Regions from separate parts of the Zea mays genome. Here region 2 is linked to region 1. A link is a contact called in public Hi-C data. All regions are on one chromosome and are shown on one strand. Each heading gives the region's core, a stretch centred on a gene start, on an enhancer-like site or on the middle of the called end of the contact. The rest is flanking DNA. Distances are from core to core; before and after follow the strand shown.

What was found. Hi-C and Micro-C count contacts between places; a contact is called where the count stands out from the background.
Region 2: a contact with region 1 is called in a Hi-C map of tassel, with 2.0 times the contacts expected there. The contact joins the promoter of LOC100216672 here to the promoter of LOC103646252 in region 1. A contact is called at or near these places in 3 of 25 Hi-C or Micro-C datasets (ear, leaf and tassel).

What each region holds. Positions count from the first base shown.
Region 1 is chr2:32,876,449-32,879,896 of Zm-B73-REFERENCE-NAM-5.0, reverse strand. LOC103646252 (trafficking protein particle complex II-specific subunit 120 homolog) reads left to right here and starts at 1,684. Exons shown (of 10, transcript XM_008670979.2): 1 at 1,684-2,271; 2 at 2,813-3,013; 3 at 3,116-3,298. The coding sequence starts at 1,858. It overlaps LOC103648533, which reads right to left and starts at 1,121. Exons shown (of 2, transcript XM_008672982.3): 1 at 1-1,121. The coding sequence starts at 1,097.
Region 2 is chr2:33,153,564-33,157,252 of Zm-B73-REFERENCE-NAM-5.0, reverse strand. It overlaps LOC100216672 (DNA glycosylase superfamily protein), which reads left to right and starts at 2,427. Exons shown (of 5, transcript NM_001309902.1): 1 at 2,427-3,595. The coding sequence starts at 3,112.

The sequences.
Region 1 (3,448 bases), core at 435-2,934:
AAACTTTCAGGAGTTGACTGCAATTGCAAGCCCTCCACACTACTAATGAGTTGCAACAGGCCAATCCTTATTAGCTTGTCAAGCTTCTCACCCTTGCACTCTGGTTGACCATAGGTGTCTCCTGCAGAAGGAGATGGTTGCCCTACTGGAGCTCCATGACCAGATCGGAGTACCGGAACAAGAGCAGGAACCTGCCCTGCTGCTGGCATTACTGAGCTTGTCCCAATAACATTTGTCCTGGAACTTTCAGGAACCTCAGAAAGTGGTGCTTTCCCAGACGAATTGATGCTCAAAGGGGTAGACACATTTGCAACAGGTGCTGTCAATGGACTCCCATTCTCCTTTGCTTCAAAGAACTTTGATCTCGTATCGGAAAGAGCAGAGTTCATCCGCTCAAGGCCAGCATCGCCACTCAGGTGTTGAACCTTATCACGTAAAAGCTTTTGATCATCAATAACCTGTTTCTGAATTGCCTTCATGTCATGTGTAAGATTGTTTTGCGAGTGCCTATCTGCAGTTAGCTTGCATGTTTGCATCATTGACAACTCAAGCTTGCATGCAGCCCTGACAAGATCTTCCTCCAATAATCTTGCATCTTTTACCTTCCACACCACAAAGCTGTAAAGATACGAACACCACGCCTTGTCAAAATTAGCCAACTGTGCCCTGAACTTCCTCTGGCCAGTAACACCAGATGACTGCCCTGGTCCATCAAGGATTACCTTAATCAACAGCTCGAACTCCTTGATAAAGTTTGCTGCCGACTCGATAAGCTGTTTCTCCCGCTCACCTTGCCCACTTAAAACAGCACTGGGATGAGCCAGTATCATGTAAGCACAGAGCACCACCCTCAGTGAGTATCTAGGCAATTTGATGCTTGCCTCAGAACTTTTAGCTGGTCTTTTTACCACTGCCCGAGTTTTTCCTTCTCTGCTAGGAGGAGCCCTCCTCCTTGGGGGAGAACCAAGGCGTTTCAGTAGATGATCAACATTTTCTACTGATGAAGATGCTACTGAATGAGAAATGACAAGGCGTTTCTCCAATCGGTCGAGTAATGCCTTCGTGCTCCGAAGAACTACAGGAGATTCCATTGACATGCCTGGAGAGAGAGCGCCGGGCAGAGAGAGCGCCGAGCAGAGAGAGCAAGACCGTCAGGGAGAGCACCAGGAGCGCTCGAGCACCAGGGAGGAGCAGCGCAGACGAGCTCGACGAGCGTCGGGAGGGAGAGGATAGAGAGAGGGAGAGCGGTCGGCCGTGGATCCGTTCTAAGAAACGGACTGCCGTAACAACGAGTTGAGCGCCGGCTAAATCGGACTCAGATACCAAAAATCTAAAGTTCAATGGATTATAATACTAAAATTCAAATTGCGTTGTTCGGGATACCTATTTTTAGAAGCCCAGTCTTAATGATACCATGGTTCTAAAAAGCTCTTTAGAAACAGGTCATGCCTAAGCTAACCCAACAGGCTGAAAACCCCGAACGAGCCCGGTACACCATTATGCTAGGCCAAACCTAGGATCATGTAGAGCCGTGTGCGAGCTTGGTGTCGAGCTCACATAGTACCCACAAGTGAGATCGAAGCCGGATCAAACCGGCCTTTGCAATCGACTGTAGAGGCTGGGCCGGGCGCTAGGCCTACCTACAATCAGAAAAGGCCCTCTGCAGTCTGCACTGACCGTAGAGGATCCATTTCCCATTCGAGGCCCCTCACTGCGCAAAGCGTCTCTTGCCAGTTGCCCCCGACCTGCCGGGCATCGCCTATTCGCCTGTTCCTCCACCAGCGAGACACTCAGATCTGCCTTTCCCGACCCGGAGCCAGCCAGGTGAGCCGAGGCAGGGGGGACGCGCCACTGGCCATGGAGCCCGGGTTGAGCATCGAGTCCGGTTCTGCCATCCGCGTCGCGGTGCTCCCCGTGGGCGGCCCGATTCCGCCGCCGCGCCTGCGCGAGTACGCGGCCCTGGTGGCGCGCCACGCGCGCGTCGACCTCGCCTCGCTCCGCACCTACTACGCGGAGCACCAGAAGAGCCCCTTCCAGCACCAGCCCTGGGAGACCGGATGCCTCCGCCTCAAGTTCGTGCTCGGCGGCTGCGTGCCTTCACCCTGGGAGGACTTCCAGTCCTCGCGCAAGGTGCTCGCCGTGATCGGCATCTGTCACCTGCCGTCCTCGCCCGACCTCGACCACGTGGCGGCAGACTTCATAGACGCTGCGCGGTCGTACCCGTCGGCGCTCGCCAACCGCTGCTTCGCCTTCTGCCCCACGGACGCACAGGTACATTCCTGCTGCTATCGCGGGCGTGTCTTCCAAAGTGTTAGGAATTGCCGGCTCAGCATCCGTAGATCTTCCGGCGGTCTACGCTGCGTATGTGAGGATCGTTGGGTTTCGTTAATGCTCATTTTCTCTAGTACGTGTTCCAAATGGCGATGGCACGCTCATCGACGATAATTTAGATGCTTCCAGGTGTCCTGAACATTTGGATGAGATCTGTGTGAATTGTGATCCCATTTGACACTTCATCCGACTGCACTACTAAAGCAATTCTAGCTTGAGGGCTGGATTTACTATAGCTAACTGGGTGTTAGGCTATGATTTGTGCTCACTTCACTTGCGTTGCATTCTGCTAGTATTTTAAGGCCTATCTTATGTTCACTACTGTGCTTAGTCATTCCCTCTTTGTGTAATGCGATTGAACCTACCTAAACAGTAATGAATATTGTACCCATGTTGTAACACATCTAGCTTTGTCATGTTATATCACCTGATGCTCTAAGCCTCTAATGCAATGTCTTTTTGTCTGGGTATTTTTTTATAGCTGTCAGCGAAGAAGAGGGACGATATTATTATGTTCCCTCCTTCTGATCAGCAATCGCTGGAACTTCATATGCTTACAATGATCCAAGATCTCGCTGCTTCTTTGTTGATGGAGTTTGAGAAGTGGGTCTTGCGTGCAGAATCCACAGGAACCATTTTGAAGACCCCTTTGGATTCACAATCCAGTCTTGGCTCAGAGGAGGTTCATAGGTGTTCCAAGTATTTTTTACCAGTATATATTGATGATAAATAGTCCAAGATTGTATTACTTATACAAGACAACATCCTTCTGTATTTTTATTAGGTAATTAAGGCTAAAAAAAGAAGGCTTGGTCGTGCACAGAAGATAATAGGAGATTATTGCCTCTTGGCTGGATCACCTGTGGATGCTAATGCACATTACACCACCGCTATAGAGCTTGCAAGATTGACCGGTGATGTTTTCTGGCATGCTGGAGCCCTTGAGGGTAGTGTCTGCGCATTAGTGGTAAGCTTTCACATACTCCCTCCGGTTTCCTATTAGTTGTCGTTTAGGACAACGACACGGTCTCCAAAATATAACTTTGACCAATGTTTTTTTGTTAAAATACAAATGAACTCTTAATACATTTATACTTTTATAAAAGTACTTTTTATG
Region 2 (3,689 bases), core at 1,178-3,677, 280 kb before region 1:
GTTGTTCTGAGATTTGCTTACACGCGGGGAGAAAAATGCGAGCAGAAGCAGATAGACCACAAGCAGACGATTTTCCGTTTGTACCGGGGCCCTGTGTTTCCGAGTGTGCTGGCGCACCGAGTTCTCCAGCTCCGCTCTACCGGGTCCACTGCCGCGGAGGTGCGCCTCCTCGGTGCAGGAACACCCGGTGCATCTACCCAGCAGGCAGCAGTCCTTGCTGACCCATCGGGTCAAACTGCACAGTAAAAACTCCGAAAGTGGTCCAATCGGTGCTTGCCCTAAGTTCAGACAGGGTCCGGTATTTATTCATTATTACTCAGACGGTGATAGCCTCGTCAATCTCTAGATGGACAAATAGTAAAGGCTAATAAGCTGATTGCTAGTTTAGAGGAAGAATTGTTGCAGCTAACCTTTTATAGTTCACGGTGTAATAGTTAGCTCTTAATTATTAATGTATGATCTACTTGTCATCATCGTAAGCTTTTTTTTTCTCGTGTCTAAACGGATACTAAGTGCCCATTTGAAAGGGCTCTTGGCCGGCTCTGGCTCTAGCTCCTTGCCGAAGCCCTCCCAAACGGTGTCTTGAAAACGGCTCTGTCCAAGGAGCAGAGCCGGTTTTGGCCTCACAAGCTGGAGCTCTAATGGGGTGTTTGGTTTGAGAAATCACTCCATCCAAAATGAAGTGGTGCATCATGAGTTCATTCCTCAAATTTAGTGGGATGACTCCATTCCACATATTAGTACTAATTAACTAACTATGAGGAATGGGTTGGTAATGTATTAACTCACTCTATTCCACAAACTAAACAAAAAAGTCAGAAGTGAGAAGATAATGAACTAACTCATTACTCAAACCAAACACCCCATAAATTATGGCTCCCGCAGCATCTTCTCCGCCACATATATTCTTGGACTTGCACGTCTTCACATCTTCAGACAAGCGTCGCACTGTCTTCGTCATTGGCGGGCCACGAGCACGCCTCCCCTGATCCCAATTCCCAACCCTAGCTCCATTCGTGTCTTGCACTGTCTTGCTTTCAACAGTACGGTGCGTTTTGACTCTATTTTTTCACCATAAATTTTCAACGATGATATTTTTTCACCATAATTTTGTTGTCTCATACACTAAATCAAAAGGTACAAAAGGAGCTGCTTTGCCAAATAATTTACAAAAAGACACGTGCTTTTGCGGAGGAGGTACTTCTTTTGAGAAGCTAGAGCTGAAACCGTTTTTAGAGAAGGTAGAACCCTACCAAACGGGCCTAAGATAAGTAGATAACAACCCGCTTGTTCCTTCTCTCCTTTTCTCTCTTCTTCAACTCAACATTTAGGCTTCTTATAGCCTGTTAATATACTTGCTCTTATAGTTCGCTCATACCCTTTCTTCTCTCCTCTTTTCTCTATAACACCATTTATACTTGCTCTAATATGCTCTAATAGTCTAATGTATCGTTGCTGTTGTTGATCACGTAAATAAAAAAAGGAACCGCACTCTGTTTTTATCTCGAGTTATCAAACTATTTTAGATATGATTAACATTTCTATAGAAAATAGTTACATAAAACTGTATTTCTTAATAAACATAATAACACTTATTTACAATATAAATACTGTTTTTAATATAAATTTGGAGGCTCAGAATAAAGCAATGCCATTTTTTCGGGTGGAAAAAGTACACTGACTAATCTAGTCATTACAAGAGTTGCAATTTCTCACGGGTGTATGGGCCACCAGGCTTGCTATTATTTAATACGCCTACAGCAGCAAGAACATAATCTCTGCACAAATCTCGCTATGATTTGAAATTATATACTGCTAAAAAATTGCTTCTAAGCTGCAGCGGCAAACAAATCCCCTGCTCACAGTTGCTCTTAGGCTGTCCGTTGCGCTAGCCACGTGCCCGCCTCCTCCCCTTACATGGCGGCTACAAGGGTATCTCCACACGCTGCCTGCCTCCTGTGAGGCTCCCTAGCCGTCCGCCCCCTTCTCTCTCCCTCCGGATGTAGCGTGCAGTTGCCCGTCCCCTTCGCTCTCCCTCCGTTGTGTAGCCGTAGGCTCCTTCTAATTGTTAGTAGATGAACAATTGATAATTGATGAAAATCAGCCATAGAAAATGTTTTTTATGGTTGTAGTGGGTATATGAGAAGAATTTAGAGGAAACCGCTGCAGGAGATGAAAAAGTAGAAGATGAAATATGATGATATGAAAAAATAATATCAGAAGAGAAATGCACTGTAGCATTTAAAATCTAGCCCGTTTGAATCTCTTTGAGATATTTTGCGTGGGATTTTCAGAATCAAATCGGATCCAAACATAGCCTTACAGACATAGTCTCATTCCCCAAGATCTCGTGTCCCTCTCCCTGTCTTTTCAGCAGAGTTCAAACCGCGCGTCACACGCGAGACGCCACGGCAGCAGCCAGCCAGCCACCCAAGTCAGAACTCGGAGGACAGAAGTCACCGAGACTCCGAGAGGTAGCTTGCCAAGCCAAATCTACTGCCGACCACCACGGCTGGCACGCGGAGCACCCTCCAGTCCTCCACTCCACTCCACTCCACTCCACTCCACTCCACCCACCCACCAATACCAGCGGCAGTAAATTCCGAGCAGCCGCTGCCCGCTGCCGAGGCTCGAGGCTCTCTCCTCGCTCCCCCCACCCGTCTGCTCCTCCTAGGGTTTCCTCTCGGCTCGCCGGCGTGCCGCATCGCCTCGCCTCGCCCTTGCCGCGGGTTCCGCCGCTCGGGGGCACCCGAACCGATCCTCGCGGGAGTTGTTCGTGCTGATTCCTGCTGGGTCTTGTGGCTCGGACTCTGGGGCGTCGGGTGGGAAAGATTTTGCCGCCCGTGGGGGTTTGGATCGAGGGCTCTAAGCCGTGTCTCCGCAATGCCGGGCTGGCCTGGCGGCGATTGCTAGGGTTTTCTGGTCGGATTTCGGCGGAAGAGCTGAGGCGTTGCTTCGAGTGCGGGAGCTGTCTGCAATCCGCCGCTTGCCTTGGCCCGAGTTTGGTGTTTCCGCAGCAATGCCTCTCCGATTTTAGCTCGCCCTGGGGTTCTGAAGGGCGAAGGGGCTGTTGGGCGGTTTGAGCTTGCAAGGCGTTGCTGGTTCGGTCCAATGTCCGGGGCTAGCGCGAGGGGGCGGCTGTCGCCGGCGTCCAGCGGCGGCGGAGACTCTGAACCGCGGTCCACGGGGGGCAGGACGCGCTCGGTGTCCGCTGCTCGCGGCAGGAAGCCCTCACCGAGGCCCGGGAGGGATGTGGCCGCGGCAGCGGGCGCGACAGAGGAGAAGAAACCCGCAGCCGTGCTCACATTGCAGCCCTCGCTCAGCGCGCCCGCAGGGATGCGTCGGCAGGAGCTGCTGCTGCGCTCGGGGCTGTCTCTTGACGCGTCCTGCTCCTCGGACGCGTCCACGGACTCGTTCTGCAGCCGGGCATCCACGGGCCGGATTGGGAGGCCGGCGTTTGGGGCTAGGAAGAAGAAGGCTCTCTCTCAGACTGATTACAAGGCCCTTTCCATGCTGGAAAGGGACGGTGGATTGATTTCCCAGACTGATGCTGCTGGTGTGAAGAGGAGGTGTGCGTGGGTGACAGCAAATACCGGTGCGTGCTTCTGGTTTTGCTCGCATGTTTTCAGCATTTGATTAGGGGTAACCTGCAATTGGTCTAGTATAACAGTTTGTAGTGTTTTAATAGT